4 separate regions of the Mus musculus genome follow, and all the other regions are linked to region 1. The links are chromatin contacts, called in public Hi-C and HiChIP or PLAC-seq maps. All regions are on one chromosome and are shown on one strand. The core of a region is the stretch at or near the end of the contact, and the rest is flanking DNA. Distances in the headings are between cores, read along the strand shown.

Region 1 (3,300 bases), core at 448-2,947:
TCTTTGTGCCAGATACTGTTCCAGATACTGAATGTCTTAGGCCATTGACTACTTGCGGTAACCCTAAAAGCAGATAGTAAAGGCCCACTATCATATTAAACAAAATGGAGACATAGAATAACTTGTCAAAGATCCCGGATCTAGTTAGTAATGGCTCAGACTTTAAACCAGATAGCCGAGCACACCGTAAGGAGCCCCAGGGGAAATTCAGACTCCACTGATGTCCCACACCTTATACCCCATTGCTAGATTACAATTTTATGCTTAACGAGATAAATCAAGTGGGTTCTGTTATCCATAAACCCTTCAGAAACAGCCTTTGAAAAAGAAACGGGTGTAAATTAGTTAATGAGTTCAAGTTCATCGTTAGAAGAGAAGCTAATGGAAGCTGAGTGTGGCTTCAGTTAGCACAGGTGTGAGAAGTGATAGGAAAACTAGCCAGAGAGAGCCCCAGGAGTCCCTAACCAAACTGGGCAGTTACCTGTCCTTCTTCTGAACACGGAGAAGCTGACGATGAGAGAAACTTTCAAGTTTTCCCCTGGAGCGACCTGGAATTCAGGGAGGTGGTTTACTCCCTGGTATTTGAACCTGTGGCTTTGCTTAGCTGTGGCTGCCAGCTAGACAGCTTCTCCCAAGTCACACTGACTCCTGTCCCCTTACTTGTCTCTTAAAGGCACAGGCACCCGCCACTGGGTGCCAGATTCTCAACCCTGATCATATGCCAGTTTTAAGCAATGAAAAACTGGTGTGAGAAAGTTGGAAACCACGAGATAGCTGTTGAAAAGCACCAATTTCCATAAACACGTTACAGAAACTATTAGTCTCTGAAACTGCCCTATTTCTGTCAGAAATAAAAATGAAAAAAATTGTTTCCCCTCCAAACATATTGCATTATTCATTCTAAAAAAAAAAAGTTAAAAACTTAAGAATCACTTTTTTCACAACATGCAGTTTGCAAACAATAAAAGTCTGGCTTTTTAGTATTTTATAAGGTCTTTTCCCCCATAAATGCCTTTTAATCTTATTTAAGAAGTTTACTGTTTGTTCTTTAGTTCGAGTTTTCTGAGGAGGAAATGCTATGACGACTGGCATGAGCTGTAAGACACCTCTGAAGGATAAAGCAAGGCCCCCAGACATCACATCGTAGGCAGTGCTACTTCAGAGGCCTTGATTTTCTTTGCCACTCACTACGGAAAGAGCCAGGGTCTGGGGCTGCATGATCGTTATTAGGTATTAAAGATGAGCAGAAGAGCTTAAACAAACTCTTAAAAATAGAAACAAGTTCAGATCCCTATCTGTGTAGGGTCTAAATGAAAAGACCATTCCACTCCTTGCTTAGTGCCCTAAAAAGTGTTTCCTTTGCAAGACAGAGAATGGTAGTAAGCTATCCAGTTGCGTAGAAGCCCAAAGGGTGTTTGGTGGCACCCACCACCTTTACAGTGACATATTCCAGGGATGCGGCAGTTCCAGGAAGTTACCCTGATAGAGCCCCTCCAGTCGTCCCCAGACTTTCTGGCCGTACAGCAGAAGTCTGTTGAGCTGACAGGCGTTTTAAACAGAGCAGGGGCGCTACTTACATTTTGCGGCCCCACGGCAGGGCCTTGCCTGTCCAATCTGCAGACCTTGGAGCTCTTCCCTGGCCACTGCGCCTTCACCCTGGCTTGACAGCTGCTTTAATCTGCAAGCCGGGTGGAATGCGTGGTCTCGTGGTCTCTCACTTACTGTTCTTTTCTGTTTGGCCTGGTGGTTTCCATGGCAGCCAGAAGGAAGCTGACTGGCCTACCAGTTTTATTAACCAGTAGGAGAGAACCTGTCTCTTTGGGGCTGTTAAGCCGGGAAATTTTCAGAAGAAACGGGGAGTCTACTGCTGCTGTAGACTGACCACAAAGGAGAGGCGTAAATGGAAGAGATTCTACTGCAGCCGGAAGTTGCATGGATTGACTGTGGACTGCGGAGACGCCTGGACGACACTTTTACATCCACGATTTGTTCCACTCTCTTAGGCCTGATGAATTTTTACTTACGGTTGGTAAGTGCCTCAGATGGTGCAAAAACCATTCGACTGTGATTGCTCCAAAGAGAACATGAATTCATTTCTCTTTCTGGGACGTAGCCCCAGTCTCTCCCCTCTCATGAACTCATTTTTAAATGCTAGAAGCCAGAAAGTAAGTAAACATGTAAAAAAAAAAAAATCTGTGTTCATTCAGTGGTGGCTTAGTCTATTTGGGGCTGCTACAAAATGTCCTAAACTGGATGGCTTAGAAACATTTCTTAGGCCGGGCAGTTGTGGAGCACGCCTTTAGTCCCAGCACTTGGGAGGCAGAGGCAAGTGGATTTCTGAGTTCGAGGCCAGCCTGGTCTACAGAGTGAGTTCTAGGACAGCCAGGGCTATACAGAGAAACCCTGTCTCAAAAAACCAAAACCAAAAAAACCCAAACAAAACTAAACCATTTCTTAGTCTTTTGGAGACAGGGAAATCTAAGACTCTAGTCTTATATTCAATATCAGATGAGGAAGGGGCACTTCCTGGCTCATAGATGACCCCTTCCAGGGATGTCCTCACAACCCTTCCAGGAATGTCCCAGCCCCTTCTATGACTCCCAATTTCATTCATGAAGGTTCCAATCTTGTGACCTAAAATCCAGTCTTTAATGACTAATGAAGGCTGGATAGAGGAGGGTCTCACTAATGTGATACATTACGGGACCAGAGAAATGGATATAGAGTCACCTGAATATGGGATAACACTACCCACCCACCCACCCACCTATCTACCCACTGGTCCTTACCACACACAAGCACTGTGCCAGAAGGCTTGAAGGACACAGAGGTAAACAGGAGTGATTGTGGAAAACCATGTAAAGGAAGGAACAAAACCAATAGACACACATCTTAGCAATGGTGGGGCCACCTTTCTCCAGGGAGGCTGAAGTTTTTTTGATCAGGGTCCCTAAAGGATGCCCAGGAGTGGAGTGAGTCAGACACAGGAAAACAGTCCAATGACACCTTATTGAGTGGTCATTAACCAATGGTGTATGAAAGGGGGTGAAAAAAATACTTCATCTCCTTGTGAGGGCTGTGGCACCCACGTGGAGGTCAGCAAAAACCTCAGATGGATGTTGTCTTTACCTTCCACATGAGCCTCCCCCTCTTCCTCCCTCCCCAATTCCTTCCCTCCTCCCTTCTCCTCCTCTCTCTTCCTCCCTCCCTCCTTCCTGCTGTGTGCACCTGTAGTTTTGCCTCATCCTTCTGTAGGGGCACTGGCATCATAGGTGTCTGAATCCCCCCAGGCTTTAGGTG
Region 2 (3,448 bases), core at 104-2,603, 500 kb after region 1:
TTCATTATTTTGGTTAATACATCTGGACCATGGTGGAGGGCCATGGAAACCTCAAATGTGTCTCCAAGGAAGATGCGACATTGGGGGGGAGGGGCTGAGGGCTGAGAACTATGTAAAGAAACAGGAGATAAACGGAGTCAGAACAGCAAGGCGGACAGAGGTCCTTCACCATCTATTTTTAATTAAAAAAAAAATGCTTCGGTCTGCCTTGTAAAATAAACAACTAGCCAGTAGGATTGACTCCTGTGCTAACTTGAAACTTTAATTTCTAATCGGAAACCCATCACCTATGAGATAGGCTGGGCTCTCTCTTAGCATAGAGCAGCTGTAACCAGTCTCTATCCACTAACCACACCCATTCCCTGCTGTTCTCCAGTTGTGGGTCCACAACCATTTTTACATCTTTAAAGGGCTGGAGGGACAAACAAAAGATAAGGGCCGAGAATGTGGCTCAGCGGTCAAGGGCCTGCTGCCCGTCCAGAGGACCTGGGTTTTGGTTTCCAGCACCCACACGGGGTAGCTCCCAACCACCTGTAACTCCAGCTCTAGAGGACCTGACACCCTCCTCTAACCTCTGTAGGTACCTGCGCACGCAGGGCGAACATACAAACACTACACAAATAAATAAAAATAAAAAATACAAAGATAACACTTCAAACCACATGAAAATAATTTGGAGTTACACCCAGTTTGGCTCCGTTGTTCACTCGAGGTCTGCGGCCACCTTTGCACCACCAGGCGGACTTGAGTTGCTATAGAATATATGGCTCACAGAGCCTGAGGTTTACACCTGGCCCTCTGTGCCAAGCTTGCTGGCGTAGTTAATGACAGGGTCACTATACAGTCACAAAGAGATCCACTCTTATCATCAAGGTTTATGATGTAGGGTCAAAGGTCATAAATCATAAGAGGGCACACTGCATTCTTGTGTGCATACCATAAAGCACATTATGGGTCAGGAAAGGCTGCGTGCGCACAGTTTAGGAGAGTGCAAGGTTGCTCATCCCAAGCTGATAGGACCAAGCTGGACCAAGCACTAACCTGTAAGGAACCTCTCTCTTTAAGTCACCTTACTTCCAAGTGCAACAGATTTTCTTCCTGAATAAGCAGACACAATTTCTGTGCCTGTGGTTGTCAGGGACACAGGCTTAGTGTTGCAGGGATCAGTCTGCAACACAGTGTCAACTGCTCGCTTCACACCCACAAGAACAAGGTCAGGTAGGATTTTATTGCTGTTACTTCACTGTAAGACTTTAGTTACTCAAAATAAAGCATTCATCTGTACATTCAGTGTTCCCAGCTGGAGGTAACCACAGCTCCAGGAGCATGGGAACATCATGAGAACCGGCTTATGTCCACTGTACAGCCACTGCCGAGCTGGGGGCCGGGGGAGGGCAGTAAACCTACATCAAAGGGCTTTCAAGTTTCAGATGCTCCAAAAGTCAAAGCTCCCACAATGTCTACCCCAGCATAGCATCCCTACCCCAACATAGCATCTGTCTTAGTCAGGGTTTCTATTCCTGCACAAACATCATGACCCAGAAGCAAGTTGGAGAGGAAAGGGTTTATTCAGCTTACATTTCCAAATTGCTGTTCATCACTAAAGGAAGTCAGGACTGGAACTCAAGCAGGTCAGGCAGCAGGAGCTGATGCAGAGGCCATGGAGGGATGTTCTTTACTGGCTTGCCTTGCCTGGCTTGCTCAGCCTGTTTTCTTATAGAACCCAAGACTGCCAGCCCAGAGATGGCACCACCCACAAGGGGACCTCTCTCCCTTGATCACTAATTGAGAAAATGCCCCACAGCTGGATCTCATGGAGGCACTTCCCCAACTGAAGCTCCTTTCTCTGTGATAACTCCAGCTGTGTCAAGTTGACACACAAAACCAGCCAGTACAGGATTCCCTACCCCAGCATAGCATCCCTACCCAGCATAGCATCCCTACCCCAGCATAGCATCCCTACCCCAGCATAGCATCCCTACCCCAGCATAGCATCCCTACCCCAGCATAGCATCCCTACCCCAGCATAGCATCCCTACCCCAGCATAGCATCCCTACCCCAGCATAGCATCCCTACCCCAGCTTGACACCCCACAGTATTGAGTGACCGCTGTCTGCACACAGTACAGGATCCCTACCCCAGCATAGCATCCCTCCCCCAGCTTGACACCCCACAGTCTTGAGTGACCGCTGTCTGCACACTTACTGTGGAGATGTAAGCCACCAGAGCAACTCAAGAGGCGCGTGCTTCTATCTTAAAGCCCCAGGGAGAACATTTCAAACTTCAGGACAGTGCTATAAAAGGAGGGGCGGGCTTAGCAGGCCAGTGTGGAGGTGCAGGAGGCTGAGGAAGGAAGAAGGGGCTTCAGTCCAAGGTCAGCCTGAGCCACCGAGGGAGGCAGACGCCCAGCATCTAGCCTCTACTCACGAGAACACATACACACACACACACACACACACACACACACACACACACACACACGCACTCGTGTGCAGATGTACCTGTGTGCACACAAGCACGCACATACACTTGGACATCCATACACAAGACACACAAGTAAAACAAACTTTAAAGAGTACAAAGTATATTTAAGCACAAAAAAAAAGTCACAATGAGACACATTTTTGTAAGCTAACCAAAAACATAATTTTAAAAATTTATTGTTATTTTGTGTGTTTTATGAGTATGACTGTTTTGCCTGGCTATAGGACTGCCCATCGTGTGTATGCAGTGTTCCTGGAGTTCAGAGAAGGGATCAGAGTCCCTAGCACAGGGGTTACAGAAGGCTGTGAGCCACCATTTGGATGCTGGTGCACGGACCCAGGACGTCTGGAAGAGCACTCATCTTTCCAAGCCCCTGAAACACAATTTTAAAATATTTTTAAAATATTTATTGAGGGCTGGAGAGGTGGCTCAGCGGTTAAGAGCACTGACTGCTCTTCCGAAGGTCCTGAGTTCAAATGTCAGCAACCACATGGTGGCTCACAAACATCTGTAATGAGATCTGACGCCCTCTTCTGGTGTGTCTGAAGACAGCTACAGTGTACTTAGATGTAATAATAAATAAATCTTTAAATAATATATGTTTATTGAAAACAAGTGTGGGACGCACTATCTAACCCTCCCCTCTGTAAAGCACGCCAGGTGAACTGTGCGTCCACGTGGATGCACATGTATGTGCACTTGTGCATGCATGTGCAGAGGCCCAGAGACCCTCCTCGGGAGTCAGTCCTCAGAAACCACTCGCCATGGTTTTCAAGAGAGGGTCCCTCACTGGCCCACAACTCACCAATTAGGCCAGGCTGGCCAGCCAGAAAGCTCCAGAAATCTACCATATCTGTAGCCCCAGTGTAACTTTCACAGCAAAAAACTTAATTATTTTAACTTGTGTGCTGGGAGAGTGAAGTCAGGTCTTTGTATTTCCAAGGCAAGCACAGTACCAACCAA
Region 3 (3,389 bases), core at 26-2,525, 260 kb before region 1:
GTCCCAGGCCCATTAGGCACAATGGATAGCTGGCTCCTTCTGGAAGACCCGTGACTATGTGACTTTGCTGGTCACCTGCTTTCCCAAACTATCAGATTTGCAATGGCAAGACCTGTGCCAGGGTTTTATTCGCCCATTACATCTCTACCTAACAAACAGCAACTGCAATTAAATATCGAATAAGTGTGTGGGGCGCTAAATTCTGTGCTAGCAAAGGTGTCATCTTCTAAGCAAACGACCAAGGCGAGGCACCAAACGTTTAAAAATAAAAATTGTAAGAAAAACATTAGCTGAGAATACTTTTTGAGTCAGGGTCTCACTATATAGTGTTTACCGAGTCCCCTGGCTTGAGTTAGCCCAGGGCAGTTCAGGGAGACGGACAGCTTACTCTTCTTTGGACTGGCAGCAGCAGCAGCAGTCAGGAGTGCTCTGCCAACATGACACTGTCAGGATGGCACCAATTCTATCCTTAATCTTCAAATATTTCTAATGTTGGAAGTCAAGGTGTACTTGGTCTGGCACTTTCTAAGAAGATAAGGCTGGCCTTCAACTGACAGAAATCCTCTTGCCTCTTCCTCCCTCTAAAGTGCTGAATTAAAGGCACGAACCATCAAGCCCTGCGATAGTTTATTAACTTTGTAGTTTTGTTAACCTAAGAGAAATATTTCGCTGTCTTGTTTTTACCACCGCGTTGACGTCTGAACATGGTAACATGTTCAACTGTGGTTCTCCTCACAACCAATGTACTCCTTGCACGATTAGAAGTCGTTGTGAAGTGGTGTCACACTCTGCAGCGAGTGAAATTAAATTACAGAATCTGGCCCCTCTCGGTTACCGGTCCGGACAATCCTAGTCACTCGATTTAGTTGTAGGTCCTTATGGAACTTGTTACACGTGACATCCCGCCATTATCAGGGTTGACAGTTGGTTACTATGGGAACGGCTACTGACAGCCCAAGCAAGCTATCTCACTGAACTATTCTTGACTAACTCCGAGCCGGGCTCCGAGGCGCCGCTGTGCCGGCTACTGCCCCGAAGCTGAGGAGTCCGCTCCCACTCACCCGGTCCTGGGCCCTGCGCATCCTTCAGCAGGGTCTTGAACCGCACGCCCGTGAACTCCTCCGCTCGCGTTCGCTTGACTGTGCCAGCGGGGGACGCCGCGCTGCTGGGACCCTCTGACGCCTTCCTCTTGGGGACCCCCATGGCCCAAACCACCGGGCCAGCAAAACGGCACCCTCGGAAAACCCACGCGACCGGAAGCACCGGCGGCAAGGAAGGGGCGGGACTGGAAGGAAAGGCGGAGCCTATGAGGGGAAGCCGGTAAAAGAGCCGGTCTTCGGGTGAGAAAGGGCGGAAGGGGCGGGGCCTGCTGAAGGGGGCGTGGAGAAGGTAGAACACCTGGGGGCGGGGCCTTCTGGGGCGTGTCTCTGGGTGGTGTGGGCGTGGCTTGGTGCTTGGGTGGGGCCTGTAGGGCCTGGGATTTCCCCAAGGGTTCTCTGGCTGTGCTCTGCCTGCAAAGAAAAATCACATACCCGCCCTTAGCTGCAACAATCTGGGGCAGATGGATCAAAATGCTTCCCCTGCTCCCGCAACTCCCTGAGCAGGAAGAACTCCCAGACCCACAAAGAGCAGCACAAAGAGCTCAGATATTTAAAAATCTCTGAGCATTTTAATGATATCCTTTGAACAACTTCATGAGATTGATACTTCCTCAGTTCAAGCCCCCTGCGTGTAAGTGTAAGCCGGGTGAATTCCCGAGGGCTTGACATCAGGTGGACTTACCTCTGAAAAGCCCTAGCTTGGGAATGTGGTCCAGAGTGTCCGTAACCCTGAATCCCCAGTTTTTGTCACAACCCTAGCCAGAAGGCCTAGGCTGGTTAGATGTCATTTCAAGTAACCTCCATCCACGCTTGCTTCCCCCAAACCTTGATGCACTCCTTCTGTGGTGCTGAAGGCCAGGGGCGATCAAAGAAAGCAAGCATTTAAGAAAACCTCCTTGGACAGTGCCCGCATCTCAGCACCCTCGTTAAAAAGGAGACAACAAAGCCGGCTCTCCCCAGTCCTGGGCTGGAGAACGGCAAGTAATGTAATGTTTAAAGAACTGCTTTAAGGGGACAGAGAGTACGATACAGTTTTTATTTGTTGTAAGCTGTTGATTTACAGGCTGCATTCAATGCTCTGGCAAAAATGTGGGAAAGTAAAAACAGTCAGTTGCATAATTAAAAAAAACAGATCTTATCAATATCTTGGTATGTATTTAAAATTCCAAACTAGCCTGTTAGTTGGGAAATCGATGGTTTCTGAAATTCTCTGTCATATTCTTCTAGTCTAATAAGGCACACTTTTGGAAGCAAGTATCTTTTAAGCATCTAAGAATGTGGTCCCTGTCACTCCTATGATTTTAGAGTCCCTAAGAGAAAAACAAACAAACAAACAACAACAACAACACTTGCCTTTGACTTTGAGCCTGTAGCCTACAGAAACAACTGCATCTGTGGGAATCCCTAGGTCCCGGGCCTGTCAGAAAAATGAAGATGACTAAAACCATGAATAATTTTGAGAGAAGAGGCTGAAGACCGACTTGTGACCAATTGCCCATGTTGACACTCACCAGGACCCAAACAAAAGGCAGCAAGAAGAAGGAAGAAACAGTCTAAAGCCTTGAGTTTAGCTTATGTGATGTTGGGGGAAATTATCATCTCTCTGTACTAGTGGAAGTTATAAATAATTGGGGGTGGGGGTGTGGCTGGGAGGGTGATGGTCTCAGCTCAATCCCCAGAACTCACACGGTGAAAGGAGAGACCTCCTCTCACAAATTGCTTTGTGGCCTCTACATGCATGCTGTGGCAAGTCTCTCTCTCTCTCTCTCTCTCTCTCTCTCTCTCTCTCACACACACACACACACACACAGCTCACAAAATATTTTTTAAACCCACAAGAATTAGTGAGACCAGGGAACTTACCAGGGTACTCAGGATCCTAGCCTCAATTACATAGAAGCTGCCCCTGTCCATCCTAGCCTTAGATAAAGGGATACCCGATGGCAAGTAATTACTCAGAATTACAGATGGATGTTTGAGACTGGCTCAGAGCAGTCCTCTAAATAACTAGGCCAGGTCTTTGATACTTTGCCCAATGCCAAGCTCACCAGCCGACAGTGAGCTAGCCTGCCACGAGAAGCCCTGTGTTATTTGTCTCAGTGGCCGTTACTTATCTTGTGACAGTGACTGAAAACCTGGCAGAAATGGGAGAAGAATTTACTTTGGCCACAAGTTTTAAAAACTGTCAATGTGTTATGGTAGGGAGGACTCAGTGTCTGGGGCAACTCACCCACGGAGGTAGGGGCTTGCCTCACACTTTTCATACATTGGTAGAAACAAAATTTGGAC
Region 4 (3,230 bases), core at 433-2,932, 480 kb after region 1:
ACACACACACATAAATATTTTTGAAAGCATTGTGATTGTGTTCATGCAGTGCTGGGACCAGTCTTTGCTCTCATGGTTTTGGAAGATGCAAATAAAACACCCTAAGGTTTAGTCTTTTGCTGTGTCCACAATAAGCCTACCTCCAAAGGGGAGAAGCAATGGGGAGGTAAGAGAGAGAACACAGAAATGGCGGCACACAGCACAATCAAAGCAGTTGCTCAGAGGGACAGACAGAGCCAGGAGTGCTACACACACAGGAAATGCCAGACCGGAGTTCCTGTTATCTTCCGCTGCCAGCTGCCAGATCTCAACAGAAGACTCAGCTATCAACGACATCAGGGTTCCTCTAGGCAGGAAGGGCAAGAGAGTGGATGCCAGCACCTAGCTGGCCTTGCCCTGACAAAGTTGCCTTGGGGAAAGGAGAGAAACGCTTGTCTTTGGGGGGTTGTATGCTTGAGGCATGGGGTACAGATCCAGGGAATATGCCCTTAGCACTGTGCTGAGGGAGGGAGATTCTAGACAGGGGTGTGGTAGGGAGTGGGGTGAGGCAGTAGTAGCACTTCCAAAGGCTTACCATTTGGGGTCAAGACCACAGGCTGAAAAGCTTAGTGATCACAGGTCCTTCGTGGCTTTAGCTGAGTCCTTTTCCTTACCCTGTCTCATAAAAATAAAACATGCCGGGGGCAGGGCACGGGGCACTCAGAGGGGTATACTTATAATCCACAGCCTGTGTGGTTAGGTTTTCTCTCCTCTGCGGTTTTCAACACGTCCTGTTGAGAGGATCCCCACAGCCCTCCTCTTCTCCTTGGCATGTAAGTACATTTCTGGGTCTTGAAATTCTCAAGTCATAGTTCAAATTTTTGCTAGATAATTTCATCACGTATTTTTATAACAGGCCAACTTCTGGAGCCACAGGCACAAGGGAAGGGTTTGGGGGCCCACGACTAACCCCTGAGAGGTAGAGATGTGAGGATCTGTGAAGTTCAAGGCCAGCTTCAACTACAGTTTAAAGTGGCTTCCTAAGACTGAGGCCTCAGCGGTTAGGAGCAATAGCTGCGGTTCGATGACCCCTTTCTTTGACTCTTGTCTCCCTCTAACCATTCCTTTCGTTGCCCCCTTTTTTGTGGCCGAGGTGTGAACGTCTCTGCCAACAGGCTGGCCACTGGGGAAGGCTCAGGCTGGGAGCCTATCCCTGCCCTGCTCTGGGGTCACTTCCTCGTAGCTTCACAGCCACAGAGGGCCAAACCCACAGACTATTAAGCAACCAGTACAGTTCCTCTAGCTTTTCTTCCTCTGTGACACCACGGCCTAGAGGGTCCTCTCTGCTATACCCTTAAGTAGCCCTTTGCTTAAAAGGATTCAAAGCTTAGCACGATCTTTCCGGTCATTAAAGAGAACAGAATTCAAAATAAATGGGTCCTTAAATCGTACGTGGCGGGAGTCCGAAGTGGGGTGGGGTAGGGTGGGGATGGGTGTCCACGGGTCTCTCCAGAAGGATGGTACTAGAGATCTCTGGCCACACATTGGAGGTCGGCTCGGCGAGGTGTGGCCGGAGTCACCGGGGCTGTGTGCTGGGCTGCGGGGGCCGCGGTTCCCGGGAACACCGGGGAAAGTCCCCACGGGCCGGGCGGGGGCGGGGCCGGGCGCGGTGGGGGCGGGGCGGGACGCAGGCGGGGCGAGGCGGCTCTGCGGCTAGGCTGGGGAAGAGGCGGGCGCTCGGCTCGCCATGGCCGCTGCGGTGCGAGTCTGAGCGGCGTCCACCCCGCGGTCCCGGGCCGCCCGGGCCATGCGGCCTTTGCCACTGTGGCTGCCGTCGCTGCTGCTCTGTGGGCTCGGTGCCGCGGCGTCCTCGCCAGGTAAGCGCGACCCAGGAGACCCCCCACCCCACCCCCGACTCCTCGGGCTCTCCTGGGTGTCGCGTCCGCGCGTGGGTGGCTCCGGGAGCTTGCACCCGGCACAGGGTGGGGTTCTGCAGTCGTTCCCGATCTGCGGGTGACCGCGATCGGACGGGGCACCGACCAGGAGGAATCTGCAAGAGGGAGCTGCAGTGAGTGTAGCGTGGACCACGGGGAATTCCAGGCCTGGAGGTGGAGAGCCCAGTTCGTCTTTGGCTCCTTGGTGCCAGGGAGATCAGCTGACGGGCAGGACCAGTATTTGTCTGGGCAGCCTATAAAATCCTCGTACTCAGTTCCTCGGGATCTTATAGATGGGGAGCAGAAATGCCTGTGTCCCCTCCAGTGTATGGGGACAGAGGGTCAGCTGAGGCACACTTTTAATCTCAGCTCTATCCTACTCCGCCCACACAGCCCTTTACCGGGGTTCAACTTCCCACTTTTGTCACCAACCTGACTGTATTTATGAGCCAGTCATCAAAACCAACAAAAGAAAGACATCACTAACCAAGAACATTCTTCCTACGTGATTATATTTTGCTGGGTTCTTTCCCGTGCAGAGATCATATCAAAGCTTGGATATCTGGAGTCCACAGTGGTAGTGGGGTGCACCCTTGTGAAAACACAGAACTCAGGATGAGAAAAAGGGGTCCTGAAGTTTCTGGCCGGCCGGGCCGGCTTGGTTTACTCAGTGGGTCTTGCTGTTGTTGTTTATTTTGTTTTTTTTATAGTTTGGCCATTAGTTAAATAAGCCTACGAATTGGGACGTTCCCTCCCATTGGAAGTGGTGTTGAGGAGTTAGTTGGTCCTCTGTCAGCATCCCTGCAAAGGCCCTTAAGTTCCCTTTCTCCTTAAGGGCAGAGGAGCACAGGAGGATGAGTGGGTTACGCAGTTAACTTGTTCTCCTGGAGTCAGACAAAGACTTTAAACCCTGGCTCTGATGTTCCCCATTTTGCCTTGAGCAATCTGTGTCTGACACACCCACACACACAGGTCTCCTTTGGAGGAGAGCCTGCGATTGTCTGAGATGTCTGTGAACTATGTGTTCAGAAGTTGATAGGCGTATTTAGAAACTTTACAACAGACATTTTTCTAATGATTAACTTTTTATTATGCTCCACAAAAGTCGTGGTCTGTGGCTCATTAACAACAAATTGGATCCTTAGATATTTTGAAAATGGTAGCCTTTTGTAAATTTCTTAGACTCTCATGCCACTCTTAACGCGAAATTTTCACACTTTTTTTTTAAAAGAAAAACTAGGATATGTTTAAAAGAAACCCTTTTAGTCACAGTGCAGAGTGAAAATATTGACATTGTTCTTGCGGCCAACAGGTAAT

The links. A called contact is a pair of places that touch in the nucleus more often than the background predicts. HiChIP or PLAC-seq counts read pairs in DNA pulled down with a chosen protein or histone mark.
Region 2: a Hi-C map of Sertoli cells shows a contact between it and region 1, with 2.6 times the contacts expected there. The contact joins the enhancer-like site here to the promoter of 4932438H23Rik in region 1. A contact is called at or near these places in 22 of 484 Hi-C or Micro-C datasets (the 63-12 cell line, B cells, the C2C12 cell line and 15 more) and 3 of 9 other capture datasets (embryonic stem cells, liver and macrophages).
Region 3: a Hi-C map of Th1 cells shows a contact between it and region 1, with 3 times the contacts expected there. The contact joins the promoter of Urb1 here to the promoter of 4932438H23Rik in region 1. A contact is called at or near these places in 11 of 39 promoter capture datasets (the C10 cell line, the HPC-7 cell line, HPC-7-derived erythroid cells and 7 more), 4 of 15 datasets of contacts at CTCF or cohesin (the G1E-ER4 cell line, embryonic stem cells, pro-B cells and 1 more), 51 of 484 Hi-C or Micro-C datasets (B cells, the Ba/F3 cell line, CD4 T cells and 18 more), 8 of 115 datasets of contacts at active chromatin or transcription factors (T-cell acute lymphoblastic leukemia, bone marrow-derived dendritic cells, embryonic stem cells and 2 more) and 4 of 9 other capture datasets (embryonic stem cells, liver, macrophages and 1 more).
Region 4: a contact with region 1 is called in an H3K27ac HiChIP or PLAC-seq map of regulatory T cell precursor, with 4 times the contacts expected there. The contact joins the promoter of Ifngr2 here to the promoter of 4932438H23Rik in region 1. A contact is called at or near these places in 10 of 39 promoter capture datasets (3T3-L1-derived adipocytes, the C10 cell line, the HPC-7 cell line and 6 more), 2 of 484 Hi-C or Micro-C datasets (cerebellum and female germline stem cells) and 17 of 115 datasets of contacts at active chromatin or transcription factors (the 230-238 cell line, CD4 single positive thymocytes, Th17 cells and 12 more).

What each region holds. Positions count from the first base shown.
Region 1 is chr16:91,067,455-91,070,754 of GRCm38.p6, forward strand. 4932438H23Rik (RIKEN cDNA 4932438H23 gene) reads right to left here and starts at 1,698. Exons shown (of 3, transcript NM_028905.4): 1 at 1,578-1,698.
Region 2 is chr16:91,565,393-91,568,840 of GRCm38.p6, forward strand. No RefSeq gene overlaps it. Among named protein-coding and RNA genes, the nearest start is that of Ifngr2, 20 kb to the left of the region's middle. Within about 2 kb of position 1,354, at least 24 of the 459 cell types and tissues checked have an H3K27ac peak or open chromatin away from gene starts, as enhancers often do. A contact at or near this core is called in Sertoli cells and embryonic stem cells, where this site is marked.
Region 3 is chr16:90,809,138-90,812,526 of GRCm38.p6, forward strand. Urb1 (URB1 ribosome biogenesis 1 homolog (S. cerevisiae)) reads right to left here and starts at 1,276. Exons shown (of 39, transcript NM_029497.1): 1 at 1,062-1,276. The coding sequence starts at 1,203.
Region 4 is chr16:91,545,377-91,548,606 of GRCm38.p6, forward strand. It overlaps Ifngr2 (interferon gamma receptor 2), which reads left to right and starts at 1,683. Exons shown (of 7, transcript NM_008338.4): 1 at 1,683-1,856. The coding sequence starts at 1,787.